Linked DNA regions of Mus musculus: all the other regions are linked to region 1. The links are chromatin contacts, called in public ChIA-PET, Hi-C, HiChIP or PLAC-seq and promoter capture Hi-C maps. All regions are on one chromosome and are shown on one strand. The core of a region is the stretch at or near the end of the contact, and the rest is flanking DNA. Distances in the headings are between cores, read along the strand shown.

Region 1 (2,730 bases), core at 140-2,639:
TTCCTCACATCTTTTGTGGCAAGCACTGAAGCAAAGGCAGCTTTTTTTTCCACAGAAGTTACTTCTGTGGTTTTGTCTTCTCTAAGACAAAGGATCTTTGTACACTCACCAAGAATAAAGTATCTACTTTTTACCTACCATGTTACAAAACCTTACTATTCCTCAACCATACTCTTTTGTCTTCTCTCTTACTCGCCCGATTCTATGAATGCCAGACTGACCAGAACTCAGTGATCCTCCAGCCTCAGCATCCCTAGCGCTACACTTTCATGTGTGCATCTCCATGGCTGGTTCCTTTATGGGGGCGGAGGAGCACCCACGTGCCACACTTTGCTCTGCAAAGACCTTACAACTTGTAGGAGTTGATCCCTCCCTCCACCCTTTTTATCTAGCTTGGATCTTTAGGCTAGGCAGCAAACGTATTTAACCAAAGGAAGAAAATCTCACCCACTCTGTCTTTATCTGGATTGAACGCCAGACCAAGGGCAGAAAAGTGGACCTATCGGTCAGGCTAATCAGCAGACTAGCTGTGGTCTATCCCGAAAGCGAGTCAGCCAAGGAACCACACTGCCTAGGCCAGAACGAACAGGAAGTTTTCTTAAATGCATCTTAAGTCAGTTCACGGCCGGCTAGTAGCCACCCAGGAAACCTGTAGCTCTTGCCTAATTGCGTCGAGGTCTCCTGAGGGCTTCCCAATTATCCAACGGGACTGCTGCAATTTCCTCTACTCTTAGTACCTAACCGACACTCACAGGTCAGGAATATTCCACAGCAGAGATGGGCTGGACCACTCCCGCCCAGTGACGCTCGATTGCGGTCCAGGAGCTACAGCCCCAGCAGGATCTACTAGGGTGTGGCGCTCTGCCTCTTGGGCATCCTTATTTCTGGCCCTTCCATTCTGAGAAAGGATTTAATGAGCATCGGGGGTTTAAGTTGCTCTCCCTCCCTCTGAAACCTTCCACTTAACTACACAGAAAGTACTTTTCTATTCTCCACGGCCGCGATCATCCGTGGTCTGCATTTGCTGTTGTCTGCTTGGGAACCCGGTTACATTGCAACCCTGAAACTCGGTGATCACTGGTGGGGCTCACACCTCCACCCTCCAAGAGCCTGCGTCCTTCCACGAGGCTGACCCGAGTGCTCCCCGGATAGCGGCTCCCGCCCAGGCTAGTGGGTGCACGTGCCCACCGGGTCCCCAAGCGAAGCTAGTAGGAGAGCTGACCCCGGTGGAGACAAGGACCATACCTGGCAGTAGGATCGCTGCAAAGCAAGGAAAGAGGGTGCCGTGGACACCGAGGAGAGCCTTAAGGACAGACGCGAGCGCGACCCTGTACCGGAGCAGCACTAAGCGCCTCCCACTCTGTCTTCCTTTCCTGCTCGTTAAGCCCCGCCCAGTTCTCCCCTTTCGGGCCCGCCCTCCCTCCGCGCCGCCTCCCCATTGGCTCAGCGTGCCATCACTCCAATAGAAGAGCGTGACCGAGGCGGCCGCTCGGCCTGCCCAGACTAGGGGCGAGGGCACGGGGGCGGGGGTTGTCCTGCCTTTCTGGGCCTAGCCTGCTTGGGGCATAGCTGGAATGCCTGGCGAGCCTCCGGCTGGGAACCTGGGGCCCGGCCGAGGGTCTACGGAGCCCGGATGCGGGGCGGGGCGGGGCTGGGCTGCGCGGCGGGCATGAGGGCTTGAGCCCGCCGCACGTACTCCGAGTCTCACACGCACTCGGCGTGGCTGCGGCGCCACACGTCCGGCCCACGACCTTGCTGATGACCTTCGCGGCTCGGCCCTCCAGCCGGCCAACCCCCCACCGGGAGGTTCTGGAGCCCCCGGCGGTGTGGAAACGTTGATGCGCGGCCAGAGGGCCTCACTCCCGCGTGGAATTGGGTGGGGGTGGGGGGGATGAGGGGGAAATGCATGGATACTGCGCCTGCGCACTGAGCGCCCTCGCCGCTGGTCCTGGCTCTCTGGTGCCATCTGCCAAGGTGACCCCGTCCTTTTGTCCTTGCTGTAGTGAGTCTCAGGCCGAGGTAGCCAAGGGAAAGTGACCTTTCCCTTAATATTACCTAATCATTTGTTACTGTGTGGAGGGTACCGAATCCTACTGTCCAGCTCACGCTAATAAGGCAGTACCTTTGTGCTACACCCACCCAGCCACTCCACCCTACTTTAGAACTTTCCTTACTTCTCTGGTGTACTAGCTCAGTGTGGATTTATTCTTCATCCATGTTAATGTTCCTTTGTTTAAAGATCTAATACTTCTTTCCCCTGCTTGTGGCCTCGATGTTCTTGACCTACCAGTTCTTGAGACTCATACTCAAGTCGTCCCGACGCATTTCTCAAAAGTCTAGACTAGTAATATTCCACAATGATGTGACAAACGTCCGGAAGCGCAGGGTGGAGCCATTTCACCCTTCTGATGAAGAAAATAAAGCTGGTGTTTAACCACAGCTGTGGGTAGGCAGAGGCAGGCGGATTTCTGAGTTCAAGGCCTGCCTGGTCTACATAGTGAATTCTAATTCAGATGGGGCATAGTGATGAGACCTTGTCAAAAAAAAAAAAAAAAGAAAGAGAAAGAAAGAAAGAAAGAAAGAAAGAAAGAAAGAAAAGAAAAGAAAAGAGAAAAAGAAAGAAATGAAGAAAAGAGAAAAAATAAAAGTGATGATAGCTAGCCAGTCAGTGCTAATGTGAGCCTTTAATCTACAGAGCTAGTTCCTGAACAGATAAGTTACAAGGAGAAA
Region 2 (2,730 bases), core at 60-2,559, 410 kb before region 1:
CTTGTTTGCTGGAGTTGCTGGAGATCGTAAATATTGATTATCAACCCCATGGCATCTGGTCTCTCCTAAGAAGCATCACCGTGTTTACCTGGCCGCTTCATTAAGTATGTAAGACCCACACTGAATGTGGGCTGCACCATCCCATGGCTGGGGGCCTGGACTGCATGCAAAGGAGCCTTCATCTCTCTCTCTCTCTGCTTCCAGATCGTGGGTGTGGTGTGGGTAGCGCCTCACCCTCCCGCCCCTACGCTGTTCTCTAGAACGAGAGGCCAGAATAAGCCCTCTCCCTGGAGTTGTTTCTTGTGTTTGTGTTTAGTCACAGCCAACATAGGTGTCCTCTTCCCTTACAAAAATGTTGCTAGGCAAGTAAAGACTGCATGCCTGCACACATGTATGCCCTGTGCAGAAGCTGAACTAAGACTCTCAGTGACATGCAACTACACAGTCAACTTCAGCCACAGTCACTGGTGGGCAGCAGAGTCCCGGGAGAGTCACCATAATCTCTCTACCTTAGCAGTTTCATCTGAAATTGTATGTATTCTGAGGGAGTTGTGTGTTCTGACACACCATTGGCATGCTTTACTGTGAATATGCGCAGTGGTGGGTGTGTGTCACAGATGCTATGGGGAGGATCAGAGGGCACATTACTGGAGTTGAATCTGTCCTTCCACCTTTAGTGGGTTCCAGGGACTGAATTCAGATCTCCAGACTTGCTTGGCAAGGCTTGTTACCACTGAGTCATCTCTCCAGCACCTACGTATTTATTTTATTTATCCTATTTAATGTGTATATTCCTCTCTAGCCTGTCAACCCTGAGGTCGGAAAGGTTTCCCCCTCTCTTCCTTACATCAAGGGGTCTAGAATAAAGCCTGGCATAGCCCGGCCACCTGATGGATCTGTGGCCAGAATAATGAGTGTAATACTTTGGGGGATTGGTTTAGTGCAATGGGCACAATTTTAGGGGGTACGTGTTTATCTATAAACATATGCACGGCTATTTACTTAGAATTGAAGACACAAAAATGTATGTATTTCCTTTAAAATGAGAATGAGGAAGAACAGTCACGGGCCCCGGCAAGTGCTTTTATAATACATTCATGACCATGGAAAAACAAACATAAACTATTATATGTCTGTCTTTCTTTTTTCGCTCAGGTTTTTTTGTTTTGTTCTGTTTTTGGAACTGGTCCCACAAAGTCATACTGCCTCCCACTCCTGCATTCTGCCTATAGACCCCGGTTGTCCCCAAAGGTGCGATGGCACAGCCAACCGGCTGCTTTAAGGATGCTCTGCGGGACCTAGCGGCGGGATGCAGCCGTGACGTCACGGCCCCGCCCCACGGGGTGATGCTGCAGCTGCCGCGGCGGGGCCGGGGGCGCCGGGCTAGGACGGAGCTGTACCCCGAAGAACCAGGAACCCAGCCTGGGAAAGGGATGCCTCCCGTCTGGACGTACAGGTACCGGGCGTTTCCTCCTGCGCCCTCTGCCCAGCTCCGCGGCTTGGCGCCGGGAGCAATGCTGCTTAGGCCCCAGGATGATACTAGTGCCCAGGCTGGGGGCTCTAGGCAGGCATGGAGACCTTTGTTCTTCTTGGATGTTTAGTGAATTAAGCTGAGAATGGAACCTCCGGGGGCGCAGCAACCGCAGGCCTAGAGGGAGAAGCAGTCTGGTAAAATTTGCACCCAGCGTCTGCTCTGTTTATTGAGCCCCAGGCCTGTTCCCGGCCACCTGGGCAGGTGTCATCAGCTTCCGGTTCACCTCCTCCCTGAGGCTGAGTCCTCTGGATGGTCAGGGGCCTTTGTAAAACATCTCCTGGGATGTCTGGGTTATGGGGAACAGCACCCTGTCATTACCTCTGTCCTGAGTCATATCGCTGAGGGTGTCATGCTAAAGCTGACACTAGAGGCGGGCAAACCTCCCCTTCATTCTCTTCTGGATAATAACCTCTCACGACCCCTGGAGTCGTTAGAACGTTTGTTTTCCTGTTCTTAGGGGGAGGAGAGTCAGGTGCTGATGAAACAAAGTCAGAGTGCTTCTAGTCGGGACTTTGGAGGCAAGTTAGCCCTGAGTAAGGAGTCAAAGTCCCGGAGATGTAGCAGAACTGGGCCCCGATTCAGTGCTCCATCCCCTTAAGAGGTTTGAACTAACAGCTCTGAGAATCTGTAGGAGGTGAAAGAGAACTGACCCTAAGGCAACCCCATGGGTGGAAAGCCCCCTCCCCCCGTTTTTTGTTTGTTTGTTTGTTTCATTTCGTTTTGTTTTGTTTAACAGAAAAGAGAAAAGAAAATGGGTTGATTCCAAGTGAGATACATTTTTTTAAGTATTCAGGTTATTGCATGTTTCTTTTTTGTTAATCAAGTGCTGTTGAAACAGCCCATAACAGGTTAGGGATGGCTCAGTGGATAAAGAAATTGCTGCCCAAGCAAGGGGACCTGAATTTGAATCCCCATGTCCCATTTAAAGCCACCAGTAGTGGTATCGTGTACCTGCAATCCTGGCAGCCCTAGGGCTGGATAGGAAGCAGAGATGGAAATCTCTTGAAGCTCCTGGGTGGGCTAGCCTGGTGTATCCTGCTGCAAGTCAGAGGTTGTGTCTCTAACTGCCCACAGAAAAGTAACTTTAAAAAAATCTGTCACAGTATAAAATTTTGTAAAGCATTTAACATTTTTTTTCTTGATTTTTCAAGACAGGGTTTCTCTGTGTAGCCCTGGCTGTCCTCGAACTCACTCTG
Region 3 (2,730 bases), core at 73-2,572, 380 kb after region 1:
TTTCTTTTGCACTTCTGGCTCTCTCTCTCTCTTCTTCCTGTTTGTTTGTTTGAATTCTATTTTCTTTTTACGTGCCTTTTTTTTTTTTCTAATGAGAGAAAGAAAGGGTATGGATTTGGGTGGGTAGAATCTGGAAGAAGTTGGGGAAGAGGAAAGTAAGGTTAGCATATATTGTATAAAAAGATCTAAAAAAAAGTGGGGCTAGGATTCAATTTCAAGTTGGTTCTTAGCTCCCTGCTGGGCCCTAGATTATTGTCTTAATGAGTAGTAACAACTGCCTAGCACAGCTGGTGCTCAACTTTATCAGCGAGCCGCGCTATCATTTGTGGCAAAGATAGTGCGATCCGCATAGGAAACCCAACCCACTGGGAATATCTGCACAATGCATAGTGCAGAATGGCTGCTCTATCGTTACTGGCATTGCCGGGGTCAGAGCCTAGGTCCTAGCAGCCCTGACAATCTAGACTCAGCATCCTGTCCCCAGTGAGTCAGTTACAGAAACAAATAACAGTAAAAAGCAGAAAAGAAGATTCATGCGACATGGCCACGTAAGGAAAAGGGACAAAGAGGTCCTGTACCCTATAAACCCGTCTTCAGGGTTCTAACATGAGGTTTCTGTTTAAAGAGAAGACAGGAGCTATGCATAACTAATCAGTCTCCAGAAAGGTGTGGTCCCACCCGTGATCCGCTCCAGTCTGTTTTGCAGGGCCATCTGCAAGGTGTTAGGACTGTGTAGATCTCTCTAGAAGACAGTCTCCCCCCTTTCCCGGGTCTGGCGCCCAGTATCTCTTTAGAATATCTTCATTCCTGCCAGGTCTGTTACATAGTCAAAATTCTCAAGTCCACAGTGGCCTGTTCTGTGTTACCTGTGACTCTAGAACGCGTGGCTGAGGCTCTCCTTGGCCCACAGAGCTCAGGAGCACGTTAGGAAGATGGCCAGCTTGCTAGCAACAGCGATTTGTGAGTTCATGTAGCAGTCAGAGAGGCTAGGCATGGTGGAGGCACGCCAATGGATATTAACGACAAGATGAACAGAGCACTATGCGGGTATCGCCCGCCGGCGGCTCAAAGCAAGCCAGAGAAACGCTGCAGCATCTCATATCTGCGGCTAAGATTACAGGAGCCAAGTTCCAGCAAACCCTAGACTGCGAACTGAAGCCGAAGTGAGCGCCGACCTGAGGTGGCACATGCGCAGTGTCCCAGGCCATGCTCTTTTTTTTTTTTTTTTTTTTTTTCCTTTCACACCTGCTAGTACAGCTTCTACATCTGGGCTTCTCACGCAGACAGCGTGTGCTGGTGACGTCATGGGGAAGCTCAAAGAGCAGAGTCGTTGCCGTAGAGATGGGAAACGTGGTAGCCCCGCCCCCATGACTGGATTGGCTGACTCTGGCCAATATTCAAAAGCCCACAGGGGCAAGAGTGTTTTGTGGTTCTCCCTGGGAGGATCACGACCCCTTTCATCAGGGTCACATATCAGATATCCTGAATATCAGATATTTACATTACTATTCCTAACAGTAGTAAAATTACAGTTGTGAAACAGTAATGAAAATAATTTATGGTTGGGGCCACCACAACATGAAGAAGTGTATTAAAGGGTCACAGCATTAGGAAGGTTGACAACCACTGTTCTAGAGCGCTTTCTGCTGAACTTCCATAGAGCTTTGTTTCCTATGGAGTGTAAGAATGAGTTCAGCAACTTACAGGCCTAAGGTAAGAATCCCAAAATCTATATGAGGGGTGTGGTGGTACGTGCTTCTAATCCCAGCCCTCAGGAAACAGAGGCAGTCTGATCTCTGTGAGTTCAAGGCCAGTCTGGTCTAGCCAAGAAGCTCTCTCTTTAAAACAGCAAAGTGATGGTGGGCGTTGGAGAGATGGCTCAGTGGTTAAGAGCACTTGCCACACATGCAGAGGACATGGATCAGGGCACTGGCTTAGTTACTATTCTGTCACTGTGAGGAGACACCATGACCAAGGCAACTCTTAACCAAGAACCCATTCAACTGTGGGTTTTAGAGGTTTAGTCCATTGTCATCATGACAGAGAGCTTGGCAGCACACAGACAGACATGGTGCTGGAGAGGTTGGTGAGAGTTCTACATCCTGACATGCAGGAAGCAGAGAGAGACTGGACCTCAAAGCCCACCCTGAGTACACACTTCCTCCAACAGGGTCACACCTCCTGATTCAGCTAATCCTATCAGAGTTCCTTCCACTCCTCGGTGACTTAAGTATGGTGGTTTGAATAAAAATGTCCCCCATAGGAGTGTGGAGGAAGTGTGGCCTTGTTGGAGGAAGTGTGTCACTGGGGGTAGGCTTTAAGGTTTCAGAAATTCAAACCAGGCCCAGTGTCTCTTTTTCTTCCTGTTGCCTGCTGATCTGAATGTAAAACTCTTGGCTCCTTCTCCGGCACCATGTCTGCTTATGTGCCACCATGCTTCCTAAAATAATATAATGGACTTAAGCCTCTGAACCTGTAAGCCAAGCCCTGGTTAAATGCTTTCCTTTTAAGAGTTGCAAAGGTGTCTGTCTCTTCACAGCAATAGAATACTGACTAAGACAATAAGCATTCAAATCTGTGAGTCTATGAGGACCGTTCTTATCTAAGTCTCTATGGTTACTAAGCACTGCGTAGAGGCTCTCAACTATATGTAACTCCAGGGCATCCCATGACCACTTCCAGCCTCCACCTGCACCAGACAGACAGACAGACACACACCCACACACACCC
Region 4 (2,730 bases), core at 161-2,660, 360 kb before region 1:
CCACTGGGGAACGACTGAAGAAAAACTATTATTCATTACTGTTTAGCCTTTCTCACCTGGAGCTGTACAACTGAAACACAGGTCTCCAAAGCCTCAGACAGTTCTGCTGTGAGCAGGACGCAATGAGGCCCATTCTGCATACACAGGAAGAACGTCAGCACATCATACAACTAATGCTAACACTATAGGCCAGAATCTCAGCCAGTATGGACAAACAAGACTCAACACAGCTCAGACCAGCACCTTCTGCTGCAAATGATAGTTTTTCATTTACACTCATTAACCTATTAAAAAACTACCTTGAGCCAGAATTTCCTTCCATGATCTGGTAACAGAACACTAGGCTTCCCTGGCTGTGCCTTTTCTTGCTCTTCTAAACTCTCTCTGAGGCCCTTGCTTGCACAGTCAGCGGAGGTCAACATTGATGCCTTTCTTTATTGGTGTGGTTGACAGCCAGTACTATACACAGAAACATTGTCTCAAAAGTTAAAACAAATCAAAAACCCCAAACAAACAAAAGGACCAGAAATTCAGAACTAAGTTCACCTGGGAAGTATGAACTTTAAATATACTTTCTTCCTCTGTTCTTACTCACCTCAAACCACAGGCACCGCATACAGCCATAGAGTAAGGCCATTATTCGAGGCCACCCTGATCTATATAGCTAGTTCTAGGACAGCTGGGGCTACACAGTGAGACTTGTTTTTAAAAAAAAGCTCAGGGCTAGTGATGGTGCCTGGGAAGGACACAGTCTAAACGCCCAGCTCCCAGCTCAGCATCTCACTAGGAACTAGCAGGCCCATGCACACCAGCAGCCTCTCTGCTGCCCCGCCCACCCTGCTTCCATTCTGATTTCATCAGCAGAAGAACTGAGGGTCAATTCTTGATGGATATAGTGCAGTGGCACAGACTTCACCAAGTAAGTACTGGGCTTGACTCTAGCCAACACACACACACACACACACACACACACACACACACACACACACACACAAAATAAGAAAAAGGAAGGATATGTACATTAACAGAGTTTTAGTAGGATTAAGAACAAAAACAAGAAACACAGCTACCAGTCTACAGCTGGCTACTAGGGGTTTCTGGGGCAAGTTCGGTGAAGAACTATCACTGATGTTGACTGGACACTGATGTTGGGGGACTTGCAACATCCTGTAACTACTTTTCTTTTCTTTTCTTTCCTTTTATTTTTATTTTTTACTTTTTTTTTTTTTTTTGGAGACAGGGTTTCTCTGTATAGCCCTGGCTGTCTTGGAACTCACTTTATAGACCAGGCTGGCCTAGAACTCAGAAATCCGCCTGCCTCTGCCTCCCAAGTGTCAGGATTAAAGGGGTGAGCCACCACCAAAGTTACACATACACACACGCACACACACTTCTATTGGCAAACTATGAGTATTTCTTGTGGTCATGTGGGATACTCTAGAGCTGCTGCTCTCAACCTGTGGGTTGTGACCCCTCTGGAGGTCGAATGACTCTTTCTCAACCACAGATATTTACATTATGACATATAGCAGTAGCAAAATTATAATTCCAAAACAGAAACAAAAATAATTTTATGGTGGGGGAGGGGTCATCACAAAATGAGGAACTGTATCAAAGGGCAGTAGGAAGGCTGAGAGCCACTGCTCTCGGGCATTATAACCCAGCCTATTACAGTTTCCATACTGTGTCCCTTACATTTTCTGTTTGAAATTCCCAGTGTCCTGTCATGTCAGGCACATGCTTCAAATCCCAGTCCCTGGTGGGTGCAGATAATAAAATCTGGAGTTCAAGGCTACATGGAGTATGTGAGTGGAACCTGAGCAGGGTTCCTAATCTGCCCAGTAGGGCCTGGCTTCACACACTGTCACTTACACTGTCTCTGTCACAGACCTGACATCTGTAACTAGAGAACACGGGCTTTATTCAAAAAACAAAAAACAAAACAAAAAAACAAACCAGTAACAAACAAACAAAAAACAAAACAAAACAAAAAAAACCTACCAAAACCCCATAAAACCAAAGACAAACTACCATTTCCTCCCCTGCACTTCCTGGTTTTTTGAAGCACTGAGCATAGCCACACCTACTACCACTGCATTACAATTATGTAATGCTGTAGCTATTTAGTAAATAGTTACAAAATGAATGGGTAGTAAGAAGAATATGCTAACTCATCTCTTAAATAAACAACCTAAAACCACACGTTGTCTTACAGAATGTCATATTTTTTTAAAGTTAAAAAAAAAAGGCATAATACCCATATACAATTTTGTAAGATATAAAACCCAACAAAATGTAATAGAAAAGTCAAGAGTTATTCCTGGTTTCCTTGACCACAGTTAGAATGGTTTGGTGCAGGGGACAGAGGTCAGGGCTAGGAGGCTGGCTTTAGGGCAGCCTGAGTTCCAACACAGGGCCGGACTCCCTTCCATTTCACACATTTGCTCTTTGTGCTGCAGCTGAGTTTAGGGCCTTCACATGCTAAGCATGTGCTCTACCACTAAGCTGTACCTTTAGACCATCTCCTTTCTAAAGAGAGTGGTTCTTCAGAGTTCCCTAACTTCAGACCCTGCAACTTCCGGTCTCCCCAGAGGCTGGAATAATAATTCTTTTAAATTATCTTTTTAAGGATCAAAGAGATGGCTCAGTATTTAAGAGCACAGGCTTTTCTTCCAGAAAACCTAAGTTCAGGTCCCAGCATCCACACACACCACTTAGCATCTCACAATT
Region 5 (2,730 bases), core at 136-2,635, 340 kb before region 1:
CAAGAATACTTGCTGCTTGGGCGGATTTCTGAGTTCGAGGCCAGCCTGGTCTACAACAGAGTGAGTTCCAGGACAGCCAGGGCTACAGAGAGAAAGCCTGAAACCCTGTCTTGAAACAAAACAAAACAAAACAAACAAGAATACTTGCTGCTTGCTGTTTTTGTAGAGAACACAGTTTGATTACCAGCACCTACATGGTGGTTCGTAACTGTCTGTAATTCTAGTTCCAGGGGATCAAATGCCCCCTTCTGACCTCTGCAGGCATCCATGTGGTGCACAGACATACATACATGCAAAACACTCATACACATAAAATAATCTTTAAAAATATTTATTCTGAGGCTAGAGAGATGGCTCAGCAATTAAGAGCATTGACTGCTTTTCCAGAGGGCCCAGGATTAATTTCCAGCACCCACATTGTAGCTCATGACCATCTGCAACTGTAACTTTGTTCTAGAGGATCCACAGATACCCTCTTCTGACCTCCTCAGGCAAAACATCATATACATACAATAAAAGTAAAAAAAAAAAAAAAAAAAAAAAGCCGGGCGTGGTGGCGCACGCCTTTAATCCCAGCACTCGGGAGGCAGAAGCAGGTGGATCTCTTGAGTTCGAGGCCAGCCTGGTCTACAGAGTGAGTTCTAGGACAGCCAGGGCTACACAGAGAAACCCTGTCTCGAAAAACCAAAAAAAAAAAAAAAAAAAGTTAAAAAAAAAATCTCAATTTTATTTGTTTTATATATACGCCTGTATGCCGTGTGTGTGTGTGTGTGTGTGTGTGTGTGTGTGTGTGTGCTGAGAGGTCTAAAGAGAGTGCTAGATCTCCTGAGCTACAGTAACAAGAGATTTAGATGCCGGATGTAGGCGCTGTCAAGTGAGTCCTGTTCTTCTGTTAGGACAGGAAGTGCTCTTAAGCTATGAGCCATCTCTCCAGGGTCTCCCAGGCCCCAGCACCCCACTTTTTTTTAGGCTGAGAACATCTGTCTCATGCAAAGAAGCACCATTTCAGAAACAATAACTTCCCAGTAACCTGTCAAAATGTGATTTGAACTTCCCACAGCATCAAACTAAGCCAGAAAAAACCTTCAGAGAGATCAGGTGCTATAGATACCGGCCAGACCATCGATACAACACAGGTCTGCTGACCCCCCCAGAACCCAGTCATGCCCTTCTGATGTTTCAAATCTTCTGGGACTAGCAAAGAAAGAAGCCCGTAATACAATAGAAGAAAATGTGGCAAAGCATCTAGATTGTAAGAATTTTCTATAGAAAGTTTCATAACCATAAGGTTTTTATCAAGGAAGTTCTGGAACACTGGTACCTGCAAAGTCCCTCATCTTCTGCAACAGAATGAAGTGACCTTTGCCTCCTCCCTTAGTGGTCTGTAATGATTAGCCAGGCTCGGTAGATAGCTAAGGAAAATATAAGACAAGTGCCTCTCCCAGCTGACTAGAACAATTAAGAGATTCACCCAACTACCAAACTCCTCCCAAGCAAGGAGAAGGGAGTGGGACCTAATGACACTCAGCAGAAGTGGGAGAGGCCCTCCAGGGCTGCAGACCTCTCTGCTTCCTGTACTCTAGGGACTGTGCCCACACGAAACGGCTGGGAACTGGGAGGGAACGGTGTTAGAGAAGGCACAGGCATGGCAGGTGAGGGGAAGCATCCCTGGAATGACAGGGCTGCTCCGCAGCAGGAAAGGGCACAAGTTAACTGAATCAGACCCTGACGTGGGCAGCCAGGGTCAGGTGGGATTAGGACAGACTTTCTAGTTAGGAAACCAGGTAAGGAACACTGTGCTAGGTTAAAGGTCAGCCAGGCCTGCTTTCTGCTACTCTGCTGAATAAAACTGTCTTGCGTTTCCAAGGTTGTTAAGCAAGCACAAGACCCTGGATGGATTCCCAGCATCCCCAGCCCCCACCTCCATCTAAGATTTTGGTTTAATCCTCAATTGTACTACTTTTCTTTTTTCTTCCTTGCTTCCTCCCTTCCGGTCCTACAAAGCATCAAGATAAAAAGATTGTCCAGATTTCTTTTGTCAGATCTTTACGATTTACAACTTTCAGCAGATAAAAGAGACAGATAAGAGTCTAGAGCAGGAGGGTTGAGATAATTGCTAAGGGCTCAATCCCAGCACCAGTAACAAAAAAAAAAAAAAAAAAAAAAAAAAAAACAAAAAAAACAAAAAGAAAAAAAAACAAAACAAACAAACAAACAAACAAAAAGACCAACTGAGCTGATAGGCTAAAAATGAGCTATCAACTTGACACATCTCACTGACTTTTCTACTCAGCCCAAAGAAGGCTGCTACTTTTGAGTCAAGACACTCTTTTTTTATTTTGTTTTTTGTTTGTTTGTTTGTTTGTTTGTTTAGAGACAGGGTTTCTCTGTGTAGCCCTGGCTGTCCTGGAACTCACTCTGTAGACCAGGCTGGCCTCAAACTCAGAAATCCGCCTGCCTCTGCCTCCCAAGTGCTGGGATTAAAGGTGTGCGACACCACTGCCTAGCATTAAAGTATGTAACAAACTTAGAAAATATGAGATTCTCAGAACACTTAAGAGTTTTTACATCGCTGCTGCTGCTCTGCTCTCCATTACAAAGTCTCTTCAAAACCTGTTCTGGAAAGAGTAAGAAACAGGTTGTTTCCACAATATATCTTAATATCTATAGTTTGAGTCCTCTCAGTGGCCCATCTCCACACATTTAGATGCACAATGATGATTTAATCTT
Region 6 (2,730 bases), core at 87-2,586, 320 kb before region 1:
CCCCTCCTCCCTTCTGATGCAGAACATGGTTCCCTGCACTTGTTTGTTGGAGAAGGTATCTGAGGTTAGGAAGGAGATACTGTCATAAGAGCTGTGGAGTTTCATTTTGGCAGGAAAATCCATCTTGCTAGAGTGACTTTAGTTAGGAGCAGGGGGCACCCATTACTTCTGGCATTTTGCTGGTGAAGGCAAGACAGCTGTTCAAGGCTAGGCTAGCTACACTGAAAGATTATCTCAAAAAAGAAAAGTGGAGGTAATGTGGGGGATGGGAGAAAAGGCAGCATGGGCAGAAGCAGAAAGTGGGGAGCCTGGGCGTGTTCAGAAAGAACAATCAGAAGCCCTGTCTTCTATAATAGGCTCACACAGACACATATTGTGCTCACACAGACACATATTGTGCTCACACAGACACATATTGTGCTCACACAGACACATACTGTGCTCACACAGACACATACTGTGCACACGCTTGAAAGAGACCCACCAGCTGGGCAGTGGTGGTGCACACCTTTAAACCCAGCACTTGGGAGGCAGAGGCAGGCAGATTTCTGAGTTCCAGGCCAGCCTGGTCTACAGAGTGAGTTCCAGGACAGCCAGGGCTACACAGAGAAACCCTGTCTCGAAGGAAAAAAAAAAAAAAAAGGAGAGAGAAAAAAAAGAAAGCAATAAAGGAAGAAGTTCCAATAACAATATGTGGACACAACAAGGACCTAATTTTATTCTTTTCTGTGTGTATGTGTGATAAAAATCCTCCAATTAACTTCCTTCTTTTATCTTTTCGCAACGTCGTTCCTATAAACCGAGAGGGGGAGGGGAAGAGAGATCCATTTCTAAGGCTTGGTTTACGGTGCTTACAGTTTCACCAATAAATCATCTCCCAATCTGGGCTTGGAAAAGCACTGGCCACGGTTTGATTGCTCCAGCCCCAGGTTGCCAGGCAACCAGCACAAGGGGGAAGTCTGAGAAGAGCTGACAGATAGCCAAGTGGCTGAAACAACAGACTTCTCTCTGTCACAAATGTGTTTCAGAGCACTACTTGCCCACCTCCTGCTCTCTGCTAAACACGACATGACTGTAAAATCAAAATCAAAAGGCCCCTGTAATAAAAACATACTTCCTGCCCAATTACCAATTGTTAAAATGCTGTGGGGAGGCCCAGATCACACAGTGTACTGCAACAGAAATGTGATACTGTAAACGAGATGAAGTCGCAGCGTTTGAGAAACCTGAGCTAAATGCGGCCTTGTCATTTCAAGTCAGGGGACCTGGTGCGCAGAGGAAATCAGCAGCCAGAGAAGCACCGGAAGGAGAACAGCGACTGATGGAGGAGGACGTTAAAGGAACAACCCAGACAACTACGTTACAGGGGAAGTCACAACTGCTTGATAAAAACCAAGAAACTCTTCAACTGTTCACTGTGGCTTAGAGACAACAAGAGTGTCCTTCCTCTTCAGGGTTGATCAAGGACCTCCTGGAAGCCACACGTGCTGGTGGTTCCAACTGGACTCCCAAATGCTTAACTGTGACCTGGATTATCAGAATGCATTCTATTCTTAGGATAATGTTGATTTGACCAGTTTGAGACACAAGAGTCTAAGGAAGCATGCGCAGCCCCTAGGGTCTGTGTCCTAAGCCAGCACACACGGCGCCCACAGGTATAATAAGTACCAACTCTGAGGCCATGGCATTGAACCTGACATCTTGAATGTTCCAGAAACAAGGGGCAATTCTTAATCTGTTTTATGCCATAGATACTTTGTCATTCTGGCCAACCTAAGTCTCCTAAAAAACAGTTTGTGTTTGCCTAAATACATGGGACTTCAGAGGGAGCCAGTGATAATGAAATTCCATCACTAAAACATTTTTAAAGTTTATTTTTATGTATATTAAGTGTTTGCCTGCATGTATGTAGTGCACTGCATTTGTGCAGTCCCTGAGAAGGCCAGAAGATGGTGTCATATACCTTAGAACTAGACTTACAGGCTCCTGTCCACAGCAATGTGGGTACTGGGAACTGAAGCCAGGGCCTCTTGAGAGTGGCCAAGTCTTACCAGCAAGACATTTCTCCAGCTCCACCTAAACATTTTTTCCTTTTTTTTCTTTTTTGATTTTTCTAGACAGGGTTTCTCTGTGTAGCCTTGGGTGTCCTGGAACTCACTTTGTAGACCAAGCTGGCCTCAAACTCAGAAATCTGCCTGCCTCTGCCTCCTAAGTACTGGGATTAAAGGCGTGCGCCACCACGCCCGGCACCTGAACATTTTAAAAGGTGTGCTGGAGTGGTGTGTGTGCTACATTAACAATAAAGAGCAAAACTACCTGAGGGTCTGCTATAGGGAAGAGGTGGTGGTGTGCATTTTTTTTCAGTGTGAGCTCACAACATGGGCTTCAGAGTACAAGGGCAGAAGTATTCTATCAAAGCAATGTCAGCCAGTTCATGCTTGGGCGCCCAGGATGACCCTCTCTTTATACTACCAACCCATATCCTACCAGGTCTCCAGGACTCTCCTGGGGACCAGACTGATGATTCAAATAGTTCTTAGGGAATCCATTTCCAAACCCTCAGCTTTCGTAGGATTCATCTGTCAGAGAGGGCCGGTATCTACCTTTCCTTCTCATCTCTATTTATTTGTTTCTGTTGTTGTCTGTTTTTATTATTGAGACAGGGTTTCTCTGTGTAGCCTTGGCTTTCCTGGAACTCAATCTGGCTTGAACTCCTAGAGATCCACTGGC
Region 7 (2,730 bases), core at 142-2,641, 300 kb before region 1:
GACTGCTCTTCCAGAGGTCCTGAGTTCAAACCCCAGCAACCACATGGTGGTTTACAACCATCTGTTATGAGATCTGATGCCCTCTTCTGGGGTTTCTGAGAATAGCTACATTGTACTTACATATAAATAAATAAATCTTTAAAAAAAAAAAAAAGTAGGACTACAGTCAACTCGGTCTGGAGATGGATAGGGCTGGAGAGAGCCTGCGGGATGGACACTTGCTGCTCCCATAGAAGACGAGTCATCACCTCCCAACATCCACACTGACTCCAGCTCCAGGGCAGTCTGAAGCCACTCTGAGGTCCTCGCTTGTGTTTAAGTTTTATTCAAAACAACAACAAATCTAAATATAAAAACAATGAAAAAGAGCACATGTCTGCAATCCCGGCACCTGGAAGGTAGAGGCAGGAGGATAAGGAGTTCAGGGTCAACCTCAGCTCCACGTGAGACTTGAGAGCCTGGGACATAAGACCTGTCTCAAGGGGACAAACAAAAGAGAAAGAAAAAAGAGGAGCAAAGAAGGTATAGGTCAGAAAGGGACAATGGTTCCAGAGCAGGCAGAGGACTGAGCTCAGCTTTAAGGTACAGTGAGGGTCTACACTAGTGGTCCTCACCCTTCCTAACGCTGCGACCCTTTAATATACTTTCTCAGGTTGTGGTGACTCCCAACCATAAAATTATTTCATTGCTACTTCATAACTGTAATTTTGCCAGTTATGAATCATAGTGTAAATATCTGATATATAGGATATCTGATATGCAACCTCCAGATCACACAGGTTGAGAACCAATGGGACAGAAGCTGGATTCTTCATGGAACAGTTGCTTGGCAAAGTAAGGAAATGCAGGTCACCTTTCTAGCCCAGAAGAGGAACTCTGATCTCAGCATTTAAAACCCATTTTGTGGAAGTCACTTAGGTACATCAGATAGATACTGAGTTTATGATCAAATTAACACGCTGAAGACAGCAAAGTAAAATGACCAGAATGTTCCAAGTATATGGAACACCAAGAAGGGAAATCAAAGGGAGTTAGGCATATGCAGCTATTTCAGCTTAGCGACGTTTGTGTAGCTTATTCCTGTTACTTCCAGGGAGAAATCACCAGAGAAAATGTGGTGAACTCAACAGAAGGGGCCCCGTTAACACAGCGGATGCTCTCATAGCCAAGTGCAGGCTAAGGGAAAGCGGGGCTGCCCTGTTGCCACTGCTAGCTATTCAGACTCGATACAGGTGAATCGGAAGCTCCCTCCAGCCTATCAATCAGCCATCATGTCCTCTCACTCACCTTCCAGGTTTGAGGTTTCAGAAAGCAAAGCTTAGCTTTCACAAACAAGGGAACCATTAGATCCCTTAAGCTCTGCAAGGCTGGGTGGCTGCCAAACTATTTCTCAAACAAGAAGCAAACATGGTAAAAATGAGCCCAAATCAATGTGTGCTTCCACGGTTAAGAATCATTATTCTACACTTGGAATGTTTGCCACTTTGGATCCCTGTTTTGTTTTTCAAAATGAAGCTGGATTCTTTCAGATGCCCAAGGCTCCTCATCCCCCACCCTCCTGCAGCAGCAGGGCTGGCATGAGAAGAGCTACAGAAAAGGAACTCATCTTTCTTTTAGAAAAGCAGGAGAGGACTCTGCTGTGTACTCTAAACATTCCAGAGGGAATGAGAGGTTATGCCAGAAAGGACAGTGGAGTCAGGGCTGGAGCAGTGGGAGGTGGAGCAAGAAGGGGGGATGGGGGTGGGTGGGTGGGGGAAGCAGCAACCAGAGGAGGCAGGAGAAGGTGAGGGAACCATGGCCTACAGATGAGGAGAGACACTCAGGAGAGATGCAGTTCAGGCTGCAGGAATGGATACATGCAGTCATTACTATACTTGCACAGGCATGATGCCCTGTGACAGGCCAAGGGAGAGGGACATTTCAGACAGTCTAGTTACACAGCCGCTCCGTCCTTTTTGCTCCTTAAAGATTTTATTTTATATATATATATATGTGTGTGTGTGTGTATGTGTGTGTGTGTGTGTGTGTGTGTGTGTACTTATTTTATGTATATGAGTACACTGTAGCTGTTTTCAGACACAACAGAAGAGGACATCGGATCCCATTACAGATGGTTGTGAGCCACCATGTGGTTGCTGGGATTTGAACTCAGGACCTCTGGAAGAGCAGTCAGTGCTCTTAACCACTGAGCCATCTCTCCAGCCCAAAGGCTTTTGCAGAACTGAAAATCGTACCAACTGGAATTCTAGCTCCTTCCTATAAAAACAGGCTTATGGTGAAAGTGTGTCAGCATGGCCTCTCAAAACAGCTCAGGTTTTGGGGTTTTTGCTTTAGCCATCCATCACCTGAACATGTAATTCCCGTGGCTCTGCCTTCCTTACACAAGAACCTGACCCTAATGCCCACTAACCAGAAAAATGTATTTGTGGAGCAAATGACAACATTTCAACCACAGTTCCCCACTTGGAGACAATTGTCCTACCCCTGGGGGCCACCTCCTCCCCCTCCTCCCTTCTGCTCTCTCTTCACTATGCCTCAGCCACTACCCTCTCTATTTAATTCTTGCACATAGCATTCACAGTTTCCACCTAAGTGCCTAGACTTCTTTTCTCCCCTTCTTACTCCCCAAGGTCTTCCTGTCCTTGATTCTTTAAGGCAGAGCCCATCTGCCCAGCTGCTCCTACCTTATACCACCCTTGTCTTCTGGGCACTTCCCACCACTAGCACATA

The links. Promoter capture Hi-C pulls out the DNA fragments that hold promoters and counts their contacts. A called contact is a pair of places that touch in the nucleus more often than the background predicts. ChIA-PET counts read pairs in DNA pulled down with a chosen protein or histone mark. HiChIP or PLAC-seq counts read pairs in DNA pulled down with a chosen protein or histone mark.
Region 2: a contact with region 1 is called in an H3K4me3 HiChIP or PLAC-seq map of embryonic stem cells, with 7 times the contacts expected there. The contact joins the promoter of Slc45a1 here to the promoter of Eno1 in region 1. A contact is called at or near these places in 1 of 39 promoter capture datasets (hippocampal neurons), 10 of 115 datasets of contacts at active chromatin or transcription factors (bone marrow-derived macrophages, embryonic basal ganglia, embryonic forebrain and 4 more) and 2 of 9 other capture datasets (macrophages and pancreatic islet).
Region 3: a contact with region 1 is called in a Hi-C map of CD8 T cells, with 3 times the contacts expected there. The contact joins the enhancer-like site here to the promoter of Eno1 in region 1. A contact is called at or near these places in 1 of 484 Hi-C or Micro-C datasets (CD8 T cells), 3 of 115 datasets of contacts at active chromatin or transcription factors (bone marrow-derived macrophages, double positive thymocytes and memory CD8 T cells) and 1 of 9 other capture datasets (adipose tissue).
Region 4: an H3K4me3 HiChIP or PLAC-seq map of bone marrow-derived macrophages shows a contact between it and region 1, with 4 times the contacts expected there. The contact joins the enhancer-like site here to the promoter of Eno1 in region 1. A contact is called at or near these places in 9 of 39 promoter capture datasets (the 3T3-L1 cell line, the C10 cell line, hippocampal neurons and 3 more), 21 of 115 datasets of contacts at active chromatin or transcription factors (the 230-238 cell line, the SCID.adh cell line, T-cell acute lymphoblastic leukemia and 16 more) and 3 of 9 other capture datasets (adipose tissue, liver and pancreatic islet).
Region 5: a contact with region 1 is called in an H3K27ac HiChIP or PLAC-seq map of extraembryonic endoderm stem cells. The contact joins the enhancer-like site here to the promoter of Eno1 in region 1. A contact is called at or near these places in 11 of 39 promoter capture datasets (the 3T3-L1 cell line, the C10 cell line, the HPC-7 cell line and 5 more), 5 of 484 Hi-C or Micro-C datasets (CD4 T cells, bone marrow-derived macrophages, embryonic stem cells and 2 more), 22 of 115 datasets of contacts at active chromatin or transcription factors (the 230-238 cell line, the SCID.adh cell line, T-cell acute lymphoblastic leukemia and 16 more) and 3 of 9 other capture datasets (adipose tissue, liver and pancreatic islet).
Region 6: a contact with region 1 is called in an RNA polymerase II ChIA-PET map of memory CD8 T cells, with 311 read pairs. The contact joins the enhancer-like site here to the promoter of Eno1 in region 1. A contact is called at or near these places in 4 of 39 promoter capture datasets (the C10 cell line, the HPC-7 cell line and second pharyngeal arch cranial neural crest), 5 of 484 Hi-C or Micro-C datasets (CD4 T cells, bone marrow-derived macrophages, embryonic stem cells and 2 more), 18 of 115 datasets of contacts at active chromatin or transcription factors (the SCID.adh cell line, T-cell acute lymphoblastic leukemia, bone marrow-derived macrophages and 14 more) and 3 of 9 other capture datasets (adipose tissue, liver and pancreatic islet).
Region 7: a promoter capture Hi-C map of liver shows a contact between it and region 1, with 4 times the contacts expected there. The contact joins the enhancer-like site here to the promoter of Eno1 in region 1. A contact is called at or near these places in 4 of 39 promoter capture datasets (the C10 cell line, hematopoietic stem and progenitor cells, hippocampal neurons and 1 more), 2 of 484 Hi-C or Micro-C datasets (bone marrow-derived macrophages and nephron progenitors), 9 of 115 datasets of contacts at active chromatin or transcription factors (the NIH/3T3 cell line, bone marrow-derived macrophages, differentiating embryonic stem cells and 4 more) and 2 of 9 other capture datasets (adipose tissue and liver).

Annotation. Positions count from the first base shown.
Region 1 is chr4:150,235,856-150,238,585 of GRCm38.p6, reverse strand. Eno1 (enolase 1, alpha non-neuron) reads right to left here and starts at 1,389. Exons shown (of 12, transcript NM_023119.2): 1 at 1,246-1,389.
Region 2 is chr4:150,650,753-150,653,482 of GRCm38.p6, reverse strand. It overlaps Slc45a1 (solute carrier family 45, member 1), which reads left to right and starts at 1,309. Exons shown (of 9, transcript NM_173774.3): 1 at 1,309-1,456.
Region 3 is chr4:149,852,978-149,855,707 of GRCm38.p6, reverse strand. No RefSeq gene overlaps it. Among named protein-coding and RNA genes, the nearest start is that of Gm13070, 48 kb to the left of the region's middle. Within about 2 kb of position 1,322, at least 147 of the 459 cell types and tissues checked have an H3K27ac peak or open chromatin away from gene starts, as enhancers often do. A contact at or near this core is called in CD8 T cells, where this site is marked.
Region 4 is chr4:150,593,366-150,596,095 of GRCm38.p6, reverse strand. The region is part of intron 12 of Rere (arginine glutamic acid dipeptide (RE) repeats); the gene reads right to left. Among named protein-coding and RNA genes, the nearest start is that of Slc45a1, 57 kb to the left of the region's middle. Within about 2 kb of position 1,410, at least 75 of the 459 cell types and tissues checked have an H3K27ac peak or open chromatin away from gene starts, as enhancers often do. A contact at or near this core is called in the SCID.adh cell line, adipose tissue, bone marrow-derived macrophages and 3 more, where this site is marked.
Region 5 is chr4:150,571,301-150,574,030 of GRCm38.p6, reverse strand. All of the region lies in intron 12 of Rere (arginine glutamic acid dipeptide (RE) repeats), which reads right to left. Among named protein-coding and RNA genes, the nearest start is that of Slc45a1, 80 kb to the left of the region's middle. Within about 2 kb of position 1,385, at least 31 of the 459 cell types and tissues checked have an H3K27ac peak or open chromatin away from gene starts, as enhancers often do. A contact at or near this core is called in extraembryonic endoderm stem cells, hepatocytes and liver, where this site is marked.
Region 6 is chr4:150,555,202-150,557,931 of GRCm38.p6, reverse strand. The region is part of intron 11 of Rere (arginine glutamic acid dipeptide (RE) repeats); the gene reads right to left. Among named protein-coding and RNA genes, the nearest start is that of Gm52709, 89 kb to the right of the region's middle. Within about 2 kb of position 1,336, at least 225 of the 459 cell types and tissues checked have an H3K27ac peak or open chromatin away from gene starts, as enhancers often do. A contact at or near this core is called in the HPC-7 cell line, the SCID.adh cell line, adipose tissue and 11 more, where this site is marked.
Region 7 is chr4:150,535,977-150,538,706 of GRCm38.p6, reverse strand. The region is part of intron 11 of Rere (arginine glutamic acid dipeptide (RE) repeats); the gene reads right to left. Among named protein-coding and RNA genes, the nearest start is that of Gm52709, 70 kb to the right of the region's middle. Within about 2 kb of position 1,391, at least 12 of the 459 cell types and tissues checked have an H3K27ac peak or open chromatin away from gene starts, as enhancers often do. A contact at or near this core is called in hepatocytes and liver, where this site is marked.